3 separate regions of the Mus musculus genome follow, and all the other regions are linked to region 1. Evidence: chromatin contacts called from public promoter capture Hi-C data. All regions are on one chromosome and are shown on one strand. Each heading gives the region's core, a stretch centred on a gene start, on an enhancer-like site or on the middle of the called end of the contact. The rest is flanking DNA. Distances are from core to core; before and after follow the strand shown. Region 1 holds the start of Cdkal1 (CDK5 regulatory subunit associated protein 1-like 1). Region 2 overlaps 2610307P16Rik (RIKEN cDNA 2610307P16 gene). Region 3 overlaps 2610307P16Rik (RIKEN cDNA 2610307P16 gene).

What was found. Promoter capture Hi-C pulls out the DNA fragments that hold promoters and counts their contacts.
Region 2: a contact with region 1 is called in a promoter capture Hi-C map of liver, with 2.5 times the contacts expected there. The contact joins the enhancer-like site here to the promoter of Cdkal1 in region 1. A contact is called at or near these places in 5 of 39 promoter capture datasets (the 3T3-L1 cell line, hematopoietic stem and progenitor cells, hippocampal neurons and 1 more), 4 of 115 datasets of contacts at active chromatin or transcription factors (bone marrow-derived macrophages, embryonic stem cells, large pre-B cells and 1 more) and 2 of 9 other capture datasets (liver and pancreatic islet).
Region 3: a contact with region 1 is called in a promoter capture Hi-C map of the HPC-7 cell line, with 5 times the contacts expected there. The contact joins the enhancer-like site here to the promoter of Cdkal1 in region 1. A contact is called at or near these places in 7 of 39 promoter capture datasets (the 3T3-L1 cell line, the C10 cell line, the HPC-7 cell line and 3 more), 2 of 115 datasets of contacts at active chromatin or transcription factors (embryonic stem cells and large pre-B cells) and 1 of 9 other capture datasets (liver).

The regions. Positions count from the first base shown.
Region 1 is chr13:29,853,219-29,857,931 of GRCm38.p6, reverse strand. Cdkal1 (CDK5 regulatory subunit associated protein 1-like 1) reads left to right here and starts at 2,259. Exons shown (of 16, transcript NM_144536.3): 1 at 2,259-2,369; 2 at 2,991-3,034.
Region 2 is chr13:28,795,530-28,800,242 of GRCm38.p6, reverse strand. All of the region lies in intron 2 of 2610307P16Rik (RIKEN cDNA 2610307P16 gene), which reads left to right. Among named protein-coding and RNA genes, the nearest start is that of Mir6368, 87 kb to the right of the region's middle. Within about 2 kb of position 2,147, at least 6 of the 459 cell types and tissues checked have an H3K27ac peak or open chromatin away from gene starts, as enhancers often do.
Region 3 is chr13:28,831,033-28,835,745 of GRCm38.p6, reverse strand. The region is part of intron 2 of 2610307P16Rik (RIKEN cDNA 2610307P16 gene); the gene reads left to right. Among named protein-coding and RNA genes, the nearest start is that of 2610307P16Rik, 52 kb to the left of the region's middle. Within about 2 kb of position 2,230, at least 55 of the 459 cell types and tissues checked have an H3K27ac peak or open chromatin away from gene starts, as enhancers often do. A contact at or near this core is called in the HPC-7 cell line and pre-B cells, where this site is marked.

The sequences.
Region 1 (4,713 bases), core at 1,010-3,509:
CCCTCCTTCCCTCCTTCCCTCCTTCCCTCCTTCCCTCCCTCCCTCCCTCCCTCCCTCCCTCCCTGTCTGTCTTTCTGTCTGTCTGTCTTTCTGTCTGACTGTCTTTTTTTGTGGAGCTAGCATCAGATTCTTGCTTATGACAAAAGCCGAGGATTCTGGGCCTAGGTAAGTTACCTGCTCTACGGCAAGGGAATGTGGTGTTCTCATTGCTCTAGCAAGGGTTCCAGGTTTCAGGAGTCTGAAAAGAGAAATTTACTTACACACTTAGAGCAACGCCATTTATGTGACCTGCTAGAGCAAGCGAATAGCTGGTGCCAGAAGTTCAATACTCTGACCTCTAGTGGCTACTTTATAAGATGCCCTTCAGCATTCCTCCACAGACTGGAGGTGATTTCATGTCCCTGTCTAGCAGCATTTAAGAGCTTCAGCTCCTCCCTCTTACCCTATATTTTGAGGCACTCATTCACTAGAGGCAGCCTTTCTTTTGATGTTGCTACAGCATTCCTCCTGTTTTCTCTTTGTTCACACTATCACTCTTTCTTGTTGGGTTCATCCACTCTTGGGGGGAAAAAATCTTCCTTAAAAATTACTGTTGTGCTGGGCGGTGGTGGTACACACCTTTAATCCCAGCACTTGGGAGGAAGAGGCAGGTGGATTTCTGAGTTCGAGGCCAGCCTGGTCTACAAAGTGAGTTCCAGGACAGTCAGGGCTATACAGAGAAACCCTGTCTTGAAAAAAACCAAAAAACCAAACAACAACAACAGCAACAACAAAAAATTACTGTCATATAGTTTTCAGCCAGGGGAGCCTTATTCTGTCAAGTAATTTCTTATACAGGATCAATCTTCACAGTCCCTGTATCCAACATCGATTCTTATGTGCACCCCTTGTTTTGAAATTAGAGCTGGGTTTTGGTCACAGGCTGTGGAAAGTCAATGTAAATCACAGCACATTTAATGCCCAATCCCTACAGTTCACATCTACGTTTGTCCCATTCGCCTAAGAAATAGACTTATCTGTCTTAAGACTGTCGCTATTATGTCCATGCAATCTCTGCACAAACAATTCATATGCACTTTTTAAAGAGCGAATTAAACTCACACACATTGTGTCTCATGAAAAGTTATTGATTGGTTTAAATTCAATAGTACAACCGATAATTGCTAAAGTTATAAACTAAATCTGTTTTTAATTTTTTGTAATTTCTGGATTTATTATTCCTTTGTCCATTGGTTTTATTATTGCTAACATTTTCCCATTCAGTTTTCACTATGGAGACAAAAGCAAGAAAACAAACAACAACAACAAACCTAGGGTCAGGAGATGCAGCTTAGTGGTACAGTGCTTGCTTAGCATGCAGAAGTCCCTGGGTCCCAATACACAGACTGCTAAACCACTCATCCTTCAACAAAAATCTTCATCCCTTTGAAAACATAAAGATTTTGTTCCATATTTTTCACATCATTCCTTTCTTTTTGCTTTTTAAATATAAAGTTATGCATTACTGACAAAGAAAGTATAAAGGTTTCTTCTTATGTATTCTTATGGAATTATTAAATGAAACCTGACTACCTCGGCTGAATTGTCTCTGCAGAAGCAGAAATATAAGCCTACTGCAGTGGGCCACAACCGTAATCCCAGCAGTAGGAGGTAGATGTGGGCACGAGTTTGGTGTTAATTGACTTCTGTTATTCGATAGAACAACTATTATTTTAGTTATTCTTCTCTATAGAAGAGAAGGAAATTAGTTGGGCATGGTGGAGCATGCTTTTAATCCTAGAGATCTGGAGGTAAAGGCAGGTCGATCTGTGAGTTCGAGGCCAGTTCATTCCATATAATGAGTGACTGTGCAATTAAGGTTTTATAGAGAGATGCTGTCTCAAAAGAGATAGAGATGATAGATAGATAGATAGATAGATAGATAGATAGATAGAGGAGGGAACTGATAAAATGTAATGAATGTAATGAAAATGATTTACTCCGGAGGTAATTATTCTGGTAAGTATTTAAAGTCTCCAGTCCCTTTTTGTGAATAATGAGTAGTAATAATAAATGGCAAGATGTTTATGTTAATCTCTTAACTGTGCAGGACAAGTTATAAGGTTATAACTTAGCAGAAGTTAGTTGATAAGCTAACATAATGAGGTAGGAGTGTATTTTCACCTTTGTTTGTAGAAGAATGTGGTAATAATTATAGATAAAAACAAACGCAAACTTGAAACAACGATCTGTTTTGACCTCTCCGGTCTACCGTCGCGGAGCATGCGCAAATCAGCCCGGCGGGACACAAGTGTCATGGCGCTCTCCATCTGAAGTCTGTGCAGTTTCCTGGCAGGGGCTTGTGGTTTTTTTCCTCTCAGTTCGGACAGGTGAAGTTCTGGATCTGTGTATACTGGGGCAAATGGATCAGTGCTCAGCGACCGTGGGCCGAGCTGCATTTTGGGCGGAGCTTCGTTTCCGCAGGTTTTCTCCTTTGGGCCGATCGCCCGCTTGTTCTCGCAGTTTGGAAAAGACTTGGCGGCTGGCGTGGAGAGTCGGACTCTGGAGCGCTGCCTGGAGAGAGGCCGGCGTGGCGGCAGACACTGCTGGCTGGCGACGTCAGGGACTTCCATTCTGCTCTAGCCTCATTTCCCCTCTCGCTTTACCCGTGAATGTACTTGTGCTACGCGATCAGGGCTTCAGGAGATGAGTGTTTTGCACTGAAGTTGGGCATAGGGGCAGAGGTCGCTTGTGTTTTTGCGCCCCCTTCCCCTCTTTTCTTTGCTCCCTTGCTTAGAAAACTTTCCTGTGTCATAAGGGATCACTTGTTTCTTACTTGGTGATTTTCATTGTGCTCAGGTGTTACAGTGCAGGGTAGCAGTTTAAAAAGTGGCTAGATGCATCCTTTTTTTTTTTTTTTTTTTTTTTTTAAGGAAGTTGTAAAGAGGTCATACACTGGTTTTATGAACTTATAGGGTACTCGCATTTTCTAATTAATTTTAATTTTTCAGATTCATCTTTCAAGAGGACTTGAGACCAATTTCAGAAAATCAAGGTATTGGTTTATTTTAGTTTCTAATATTTGAGTAATTAGTTCTGCATTAGAATATGAAGAAAGATGTCTTAAGTTTTTAGTAATTAGCCAGTATCATTTTGTGAAAACTAGATTTCCCTATAACTTCATCGGAGAGACATTTTTGTATCTCTTCCTTAGTTTTTCATTTTCATTAAGAAGCGAGACATGCTCTCTTTCCCATTTGTGGCACATCTGTTTTCTTGTTTGGCTGTTGCTTAGTCCCTGTTATATCCTACTTCTCTACCTGGCTGTTAAATATGACTTTCTTTCTTTTTTTAAAATATGTATTTATAATTTTATGTGCACTGGGATTTTGCCTGCATGTATGTCTTTGTGAGGTTATCAGATCCTGGAATTACAGACAGGTAAGAGCTGCCATGTGGTTGCTGGGAATTGAACCCTGGTCCTCTGGAAGAGCAATCAGTGCTCTTAACTCTGAGCCATTTCTGCAGCCCAAATATGGCATTCCTGAAGGCTTGTTTCTGTACCTCTTCTAGCTGGGTTGTCTTGTTTCTCTCTCCCTCTCTCTCTCTCTTTTTTTTAAAATTTATTTTTATTTTTTAAATTTGTTGAGATGTTGTCTTAATGTTTATCCCTTGTTAGCCTGGAACTCACTATATAGACCAAACTTGCAAGTGCTGGGATTGAGTGTGTGCACCACCATGCCAGGCCAGATTCTTGTTTCCTTTCTGTGCGATGTGATTCACTGCTGTTAAACATGGCTACTTGTCTTTGTAATTCTCATTGTCTTCGGGAGTGTGAAACGGTATATCTTTGTGGGTTTGAATGGCCTTTCCCTCATGGCTGACTTTACTGACAGCTCTCTGTGCTTATCAGATACTTATATATCTTGTTTGGAAGTATGTCTGTTGGGATCCCTTTCCCGTATTTTAATTTGGGGTTGTTTGTATTTTTGGGTTCTTTATTTACTCTGATGAGAGGCCCTTATTGTATTCTATGAGTTACTACTGTTTCCTCCCACTGCATGCTCTCTCATGGTCTTCATATTGTCTTTGAAGCATGAGAATTGTTTTGTTTTGTTTTTTTCTCTTTTTTGAGAACAGTTTTCACATAGCCCAGGTTAGCTTCAAATTTGATTTGTATCTGAGACCAGCCTTTGAGTCCTGGTCCTCCTGCCTTAAATTCCCACGTGCTGGCATTGCAAGCACAAGCCACTGCATCTGGCTGAAACACTAATTTTGATGAAGTCTAACCTGTTTTTCCTTTTGTGCTCTTGTTGTCCTTAACTAAGAAGCCAGTGTCTAATTGGGAAACTTGATACTTGTGATAGCTGTAAGACTCTTCTAGTAGTAGGTCCGTAAGCTTAGGTCTGTAGCCCCTGTGAGTTTACTTTTGAGTATGATGCGAGATGGGGCCCCAGCTGCGTTTCCTTGCGTGTGGCTATCCAGTTGTTTTCGTGTCATTTGTTGAGAAGACTGTTCTGTTTTACATTGTTTTTATACACACTACAGTCACTTGATTCAGTAACGTCTATTTGGCATGCCCTCTAAGTCAGTCTTTATGAAATAATAACTCTAGAATAGTAGATATCAAAGTTATTGGAGGGTCTGTTGAACCTGATATTTGTATCTGTGAGGAGATTTCTAGAGAGGTTTAGCTGATGAAGGAATTTGTGGCCTGGATGCAGGCTGTGCTTT
Region 2 (4,713 bases), core at 898-3,397, 1.1 Mb after region 1:
GCTCTATTAGAGCCATATATACTCTTATCCAGAGTCCTTTCTCTAGCCCTTCCTCGGACAATTTTTACAAAATATTTCATACTGAGAGTGTACGTAGATTTATGAAATAAAGATCAATAAAATCCTGCTTGTAACCCTCCATCCATCTATTCTCTTTCATCTCCAGTCACTTCTCCCACACTTTGCCTCTGATAAAACTTGTTTTTTTTTTCCTTTTCTTCCCATTAAAATGTGTTTTTAAAACAAACAGGCTGCAATGCCTTTGCTAGGTGAGCATTGTGTGTGAAGTAGGGCACGCAGCTTCAGTAGCCCTTGGACTACCCTGGAGTATTACATTGTGTAAACGAGCTGCCACTTATCCGTTTCCAGTCAGGGAACATCTGGGCTGGAGTTCTGGAGTGGATCTTAGATCCTCCTAGCTCTCACCAAGTTCCAGATGCTGTTGGCTGTTTCTGAGGACCGCTTTACCCATTCTGCTGTAGAAAGCCTTTTTGCCAGCATACAACTGCAAAAGAGCAATCCTGGGACCAGCCCTCAGCAGGTGATTCTTGAGGGTTCTATGTAAAAACTACATTTCCCATAGGTCATTGCAGCTCTCATAGTTGTCCCATGAAATGACACCTCAGTCCTGCATACAGCAGGTGGTTCAATACCTGACCCCTGACCTCTTATCTTTCCTTTCTTGTCCACTCCTTCTCCCTATCCCATACCCCTGAGTGTTTTCCTGTTTATTTTTTTCTCCTAGATAAACTTAATTAATTTTTATCTTAGGATCTGGAGAGAATCAGGATATATGCAGCTTTTGTCCTTGTAGATGAGTGACAGGACTGTGGCCCCTCTTTTAGCACAGAGTAAATTGACTCTCTGCTATCTTTTCCCAACCAGATTACTAAGCAGGGATGTGAGCTTCATTAGATGATGTTGGCTTGGTTTTCCAAGGTGTTGGGAGCAAACCCTTCTAGACAGCGAGGAAGGAGAGAGTCCTTCTATATTTTTGTGGTAAGCATATACTTTCTGCTACTGCTTCTCAGGGTTGAAATCTGTGCTCCTGTTCCTTTATGCAATTGTATATCTCTATGTGTATTGTTAAATATCTTTATTTCTCATTTATAAGATTTGTACTCCCATCTTAGCTCACATTGTCTGTTGGCCTATAGTGTGTGTGTGTGTGTGTGTGTGTGTGTGTGTAATATGTTGTTATATACACGAATGTATATTACATATGCATTATATATACTTATATATAATGGAAACTTAGAATATGTTGTTTAAAGTTTTATATTGCATTTATTTATTCGCATGTGTGTTATGAGAGACAGAGGGAGAGAGGGAGAGAAAGGTTGTAAGGGAGGGGCTGAGTTTGTTCTTTCCTTCACCCTGTGGGTCCCTAGGATTGAACTTGTCACCAGGCTTGGTGGCACAGTACCTTTACCTCCTAAGCCCCCAAAAACTGCCCTTCTAATATGTTCCTGAGACTAGTATTTTATGTGCTCGGTTGCCATTCCTGCTGCGTTTGCTGGGAGCCAGCTCACTATATGGACACTTTGTAAAAGCACAAGCATTGATTTAGGATGGTCACTTCAGGTGGCAGGCGCTCATTTTACATCGATGTGCAATACTCCTTGAGGGGTTTTCTGATTTGTCTGTGTTACCGATGCCCTTGGATCCTTACCATTTAACACACTTACCCACATGGCCACTGTTAAAACCTGCGATCTAATTAGTTATTTTCTCCTGCCCTTCTCTCCATTCTTGCTCCTCCTCTCCCCACTCCTCTCATTGCGCTTAATATCCCCCCCCATACACACACAACAGAAATCCAGTACCTTATAAATATTTTAATAGTGATTTCTTTTTATCACGAGGACAACCGGAGAATTCCTTTCTAAGTTAGAATTGCCAGATGTGTAGCCGATATCTAGAATGAAGTGTTTCTGACAAAATAGGTTTGGACATGGGGGTGAGGTCCAGCCCTGCTGAGCCACATTTCAGTGACTGACACTTCTGCTAATAAGGTGGCTTTTGAAATACCACATAATTGGAAAACTATCTTAGAAAGTCCCAAATATTTGAACATGATACTGGCCTTTGAAGAGGAAGTGAGACAAGGAATGAAGAATCTGTCAGTTTGTCCAGATGTTAGAGGAACTCATCTGTGATAACAGCTCAGGCTATGATAACCCTATTGTCCCATTGAAAGTTCCATGGAGAGTCCCAGGCTGGAGGCTCGCACCCTGGGTTATTTGATGTCTCAGAAATAGGCAAGCTTTCTGTTCACCTTCCCACTTTAGTTTTCTTACAACTTCAGCAAGGCTCACTTGGTTTTTGGTTTTTTGAATAATTGAAATTTCATAAGAATGTTTTATCAGCCAGCCTAAGTCTGGCTTTCAACAGCTCAGCATAGAAGGAATTCTCAGTTTATAAGATGAGGTTGTGTGAGGTCGCCAGGCTGGTTCTTGCTTTTCCCACAGTGACTTCAGTAGCAGTTGGACACCGTTTGACATGCTTTTCCTGGTACCAAAAGCATGCACGTTTTGGTCTGACTTCCTGGGGTCACATTCTGCTCTGTATGTAGATAGTGTGGTACACACTAGTCTCTGTATTTTAATAGTAAAGTATGTGTAAGACCTCAGTGGATGTGAGCCATAATCCATAATGCCTCACCACTGAAGAGGCACAGAGAACCTAAGAGTTTTATTTGACTCAGATTGTAGAGGTCGGTATATCACATAAAATAGATTTTATGTATTATCCTCAAAATGTATCAGTAAATTATGAACCCAAGGACACCAGGTTGTTTGGGGAAATATTTTTTTTTCCTCCAGAGGAACATTCTAGAGAGTGAGAGGATTAAGGATCCTGTAGTCAAGCTCAGCTCCCTGTATCCTGGCTACTGTTCCAAAGAATGGGTTCTCAGAGCTGCCTTGGTGCAGCCTTGGCTCAGTTGGTAGAGTGTTCGTCTGAGTTTAATCTCTACACCATACAAATCTAGCATGGTGAGGCTTGCTTGTCATCTCAGGAACACAGAGGCAGGAGACCCATATGTTCCAGTTTATCCCAAGCTGCATAGAAAGTTGTAAGTGAGCGTGGGCTACATGAGACCCTGCCCCCAAGTGACTTGTATATTTTTATGTAAATTCTATAGCATTAAAAATATTTATCCTCAGACAGTTTTTCTTTGCAGAGGGCCTCCCTCCCTCCACCCCCTCTCTTTTTTGTTTTGCTATATAGTTCAGACTGGCCTCAAACTCAGGATCTTCTTGCTGCAGCCTCCCAAGTGTCAGGATTATGGGTAGGTACTACCGTACCTCACAGTATTTAACATTCTGTTTTCAGTGTCCTATACAGAGCAGCTCCAATGCTTGTGAGGTTGTATTCTGTAACGCAAGCATTCCTTTATTCTGGGTCCATTTAGGATAAAATACAATAGGGAACTGTCATACAGGAGAGACTGCCTTGCATGGTGGCACAGAGGTGAAAGCTGAGGGGTGGGGGATGGGGAGTTAGGAAGAGAGCAGTGTGTTCAGGAGTTAGAGAAAGCCAAGGGCGGGCAAGAACACCAAGCCCAGCATCCCTCGTTTGAAAAGCATGGGGACCACAAATGTTTCACACAATGACGTTTTCAGACTTTGAAACATTTATGAACATATACATTATGAGATATTTGGAGATGGGACACAAGTCCAACAATATGAAATTCACTCATATTTTATATGTACATTGTACATGTAGCCTGAAATATAATAATAATAATGATGATGATGATGATGATGATAATAATAGTAATAATAATAAGTTATTGTTTCCAGACAGGGTTTCTATGTGTAGCCCTGGCTGCCCTGGAACTCACTGTGTAGACCAGGCTGGCCTCGAACTCAGAAACCGCCTCCCTCTGCCTCCCAAGTGCTGGGATTAAAGGTGTGAGCCACCAGTGTCCAGCTGCCTGAAATGATTTTTACAATACTGTTTGTGTACCTACCTCTTTGACCATCCCTCATTCCGCAAGTAGGGAGTTTCCCATTTGCAGTGTCATGTTGATGTTTGAGAAGTTTCTGAATCTGAAGTTACTTGGACTTTTTGATTAGGTGTGATCAAGCTGCCTCTTCAGGACTGGACCAGAAGAACTTTCAGGGCCTCTGATTATTATCTGTGTTGATGGGGTAGTTTTAGGGGTGTCTTACAGTTGTGAAGGCCACTCAGGAATGTGGCATACACAGAGATGGTGTATGTTACTACCATTTGGCTGTTGGTCACCAGACCTGTGGCTTTGAGCATCTGCTTAACCCATAGTTTGTTTCCTTTAGTGATCTGTGTTCACTGATCCACATGAAGCTTATATTACATACAATAAGTGGATTTTATCTTTACACTCAGGATACCAGAATATGTCAACTTTTAAGTTTCATAGGGGCATTGTTTTGTGTGTTATACTCATCAAATATCCTTCAGCATTTTTGCTGGAGGTGAGCAGACCGAATTTGCCTTTTCCAATATCCTCTGAATTTTTAATGAGGCCCTTTCTGTCTCCTCGTTTTTCTTGCCCATGGCTACTATTTTCAATGTAACTGTGTTCTACAGTTCTCTTTATTATTTTTTGTTGCGGAAAGTAATTTATTTCTTTTGCTTTCAAAGATAGCTTCCATTTGTGCGGGCGGGCGGGTGTTCTAGATTTAGTACAATGCAGGGATATAAGACACATTTTCAAAGTGCTAG
Region 3 (4,713 bases), core at 981-3,480, 1.0 Mb after region 1:
ATGGCCCGGGTGCATGGATGGTTCTGTACCACACGGATGGTTCTGTTTTGTTGTTATGGCTACTGCTCGTTTTTGTTTTTTTTGTTTTTGTTTTTGTTTTTGTTTTGTATCCATCCCTAAAGGAAATCTCTCATGTTTGGTGGGGATTTGGGGCTGCTATCCCTCCTGTTTGCTTACTACATTGGCGATAGTCTAGCCAAAGAGCTTGGCCATGAGTCCCTCCCTCTTGTTTGAACTGTGTGGTCCCACTTACCTGGGCTTCTTTTCTCCCATCTGCTTCCCACTGTTGACGGTTCTCTTTCCCTGAATGAACTTCCTGACTGTCATGCCGGAGTGGAGAGTGGCCCAGTTTGCTCCTCCTCCTTCCTCTGATGTCTCTTGATGATGAGTTTCTCCCTTCATCTCTTTGCTTTATCCTTTCTTCTTCATACATCTTCATATCCTTCCTTATTGTGGCAACGGCTTTCACAGTGGGCAGGTCTTACCACAGAACAGAGCTGGTACCTATACACAGTGGATAATTAGGATGACTGAAAACTGTGTTAGCAAGCGGAGCAGACTCAGTGTAGCAGGCCCATGGGTCAACAGATCCTACATTCTGACAAAAGTTGATGGAAATTGTGTTGCCTCATGCACTTCAGTAATGGAGAAGGCATGGTTACGGCATGAGAAACAGCAGAGCTATCTAGGATGAAAATCTACGACACAGATTTTATTCAATGATGGCAAAGACTTTTCTCCCTCTTTTCATGGGAAAACTACTATAATTTCCAGGAAGTTCTACAGAATTCTTTTGGTGTGTGCATGCATGTATTTGTGTGTAAATCAGCATTAATGATATTTTAGAGTAATTCACTATTAACTTGCTAAATTTAAATAGTATATATTATTAGTTTTAGGGAGATGTATTAAAAAGACACAACTTAAATATTTCTATATGGCACAGAATAGCATTTCTGGATAAGCTTTTTCAGTTTTTGTTTTTCTAATACACTGTTCTCTAAATTCCTTACAAATATTAGCAGTAATACAGGAAACCTAACCAAGATGTTGGAGTTCTGATAGGCTGGCTCAAGGTCTGGCTCATAGCTTTTGTTCTCAGTTTTCTTTTCTTTAAGCTTTTAAGTTAAAATTTGGTAAATATGCAAAATAATAGGTTTCATTTTCACACACACACACACACACACACACACACACACACACACACACACACGTAGTTGCATCTTGCTCCTATCCCCTCACATGCCACTTCCATTCACCCCCTTTCTTGGTCATCCCTTTGTTCTTCCCAAATAGTTCCTTCTTTGCATTCATGCCATATGTGTTATGCTTAAATATAGACTACATATATGAGCGAAAGTGAGGCATTTTATCTTTCTCCATTAGCCATCCCTTTGTTCTCCTCCTTCCTCCCTTTAGCCATTTTCCTCCCATTTTGTAGTGACCTTTCTACTTTCATCTCTCTTTCCTTCTCTCTCTCCCTCCCTCCCCCCCCACCCCCCACACCCACACACATACACAAAGCAAACTAGATTCTGCACATGTGCACATGTGAGAATGGACCCCCTTCATCTTTCTGCGTCTGGTATATTTCTGTTACACAATGATCTCCAGTTGTGTAAATGCTACAGTTTCATTTTGGTTCTTTACAATTCAATAAAATTGCACTGCACATATATATCCACCAGTCAGCATCAGTGCGGGTTCCTGATCTTGCCTATTGTGAATAGTCTTGCAATAAACATGAAGATGCAAGTGTCCCAGTGGAAGATTCCTTTGAATATATACCAGGAGTGGTACAGCCAGATCATAAGGTAGCTAGCTCTGTTTGTAGCCATGTGGAAGAGCCATACTGATGTCCACAGTGGCTGTACCAGTTGACATTCCCCATCAATGTCAGTGTCAGGTGTTAAAGCTCTACATTCCTAACAACCACAATAGCAATAATAATATTAACTCAGATGATTGTTGAGCCCTTGTTTTCAGTTTACTAATTGCTAGAGTAGAAATGTAGGTGGTAAAGCTACCATTCCTTTTTATCTTGCCAGTTGAGTAGTGATCTCTCCCAAGCAGGTGGAGACTTCCTTATGGAGGGCACACATTTCTCTGGGAGCCCAGGAACCAAGTCACTTGGGTCCAAAAGAATGCTGAGAGAACAGCTTGTTCATCTCTCCAGGCACCGTGGGAAGTTTCTGCTCACCCCCAGTCTTCCTGTCTTCTAACTGCCACCCTGCTTCCTGCCTGCGTGTGAGGCAGATCTGGTGACAGCCGTCTGTGATTCCCACCCCTGTGTTGGTCCCCCAGAAACCCATAAAGAATGGAACTGAACATCTTTTTATCCTGGCTTAAACCCCACATAATTCTGATTAAAGAAAGTGAGGGTCCAGATCTTGCCTGTTGGGTGGGGGTGGCTCTGTTCTGAAGCAGAAGGATTTGTGGATCTTTTTATCAGTTGCTTGCCTCCTGCCGGTCTAATGCAGAAGACCTCTTGAAGCAAATACAAAGTTCCAGGTGCCATCATAGCCATGACAAATTGTGTCTCGGGGATCTGCTAGCAGTCGGTTGAAGAAATCGGTAATCTCTTGGGCCTTAGTTTTATAACCTGTAGAGTCAGCAGAGGCACGGATGGTGTGTATAGCTTTAAATTAAGTAATCCTGCCACGGAGAAAGTAGAATTCAGAGTATTTATGGAATCTAAACTTAAGATGCCAAAAGGAGGCAGACACCAGGTTATGAGTCGCAGGGTTATTTTTTTCCGGCTTGGCTTTGCCAGTACACACCTTGTTAGGATCATAGAATGGCAAGCTACACTGTCCCCTTACTGTTCCTTTCAATCCTCAGGCTGTGGCTGTGTTGATTAGTGACAGCGGTTGCTACCCTGTGAGTCCCCTCACCCCCAACTCCCCCATCCATCAGAAGAAAATCCATCATACTTTTGACAATGTTTTCCTCTCCAAGAAAATGATCTTTAAGAGAATGGCATGTAATATAGACTTTATTCTTCTTAAGGTATCAGAGAAACGGTATCTGAAATAAAATCAATACATGATGCAGTGGTTTATTTACATTTAAAATATTGAATCGTGGCAAAGCATTTTATCAAAGGCTTTGGGACCAAATACATGTTCCAGACTTACGAAAGTAGGGCAGTATACAGCAGAGAAGCTGCTGTGTATAGTGGATGATACTGAATGTGTCCACTTAATCCACATATCCCAACTACAGTAAGGAAAGGCAGACTTAGGAGAGCTTAAGATGTACAGATAGTGATTTGGGGTGTGTGTGTGTGTGTGTGTGTGTGTGTGTGTTATACACATTTTTATAAGTTTTTGTATACATAAACACACGTGCATAACTATATATGTGTATATGTATGTATGTTTGTGTGTACTTTTTTTTTATTACGTATTTTCCTCAATTACATTTCCAATGCTATCCCAAAAGTCCTCCACACCCCACCCCCCACTCCCCTACCCACCTATTCCCATTTTTTGGCCCTGGCGTTCCCCTTGTGTGTACTTTTAAAAAGACCTTCTCATAATCTCAAATGATGGTTACCAGGCAACTCAGGGGCAAAGGCACAGTCTTACCCTTCTACACTCTCCAGGATAAAAGTGAGCCAATGGAACAGAACTGAACTGAACGGAATAGAATCCCAAAGCATGGGGTAACACATTCATACTTAGATCACATCTCTCTACTGGTCTCAGGTCTCAGGTCTCAGTCTCACCATCTCCATCTCCCATGATTGTACGGAGTGAACTTCATCTGTGCTTTTGTTTTATATTGTTTTTCTGGGCAGGAATAAATTATGTTGTGTCTTTGTAGAGGTTTGCTTTTTAGTTTTAAATTATCTGCAGCAGTTGATAACAGTGTGAAATTGGTCTTTGAAACTTGAAATAGTAGGCTATAAAACCTCATGCATACTGAGTCTTTTTGTGAGTGTTACTTTGCATATTTATTTCCGCACATCCACTTGTGAGAGTGTACACACATACACACAACCAGGCTACACAGAGAAATCCACACAAAACAACAAAACAAAAAAAAACCCAGCCCCCTAAATTAACATTTTACTGTAGAATTGTATGTTAATCTTAGTTTGCTTAATAATGATTAAGCACATAGTTATTTCTATCTTTATTTGCATTTCCCATTTTCTTTAAAGTAGTGCTGTTCATACATGGCAGCTCTTGGATTTATTTACTGATTCTAGGACATGTTTTTGTTTTGTGTTTACATTTCAATCAGATTTCCCCCTGGTGTTGGGGATTGAGTGAGGGCCTAGCACGTGGTGGGCGAGCACTGATCCACTGAGTTATATCCCAGGCATTTTCTTATTTTGGATGTTGAAACAGGGGCTTGGTAAATACAAACTATGTTTCCCATTCTGACCTTGAATCTGAACTCCTGCCATTAATCTCTTGATCCTTTCAGCCTCCAGAGAAACTGGTTCTAAAGGCATGTGCCACAAGGCCAGGTTTCAGAGTATATGCTGTTTCATTTTGGATTTTTGAGACAGGGTTTCTCTGTGTAGCCTTGGCTATCCTGAACTCATTCTGTGGACCAGGCTGCCCTCAAACTCACATAGATCTGCCTCTACCTACTACTGAATGGTAGGATTAAAGCACCCGTCTTATGTATGCTGGTTTTATTGTTGTTATTTGTTTTGTTTGTTTTCCTTCCTTCCTTCCTTCCTTCCTTCCTTCCTTC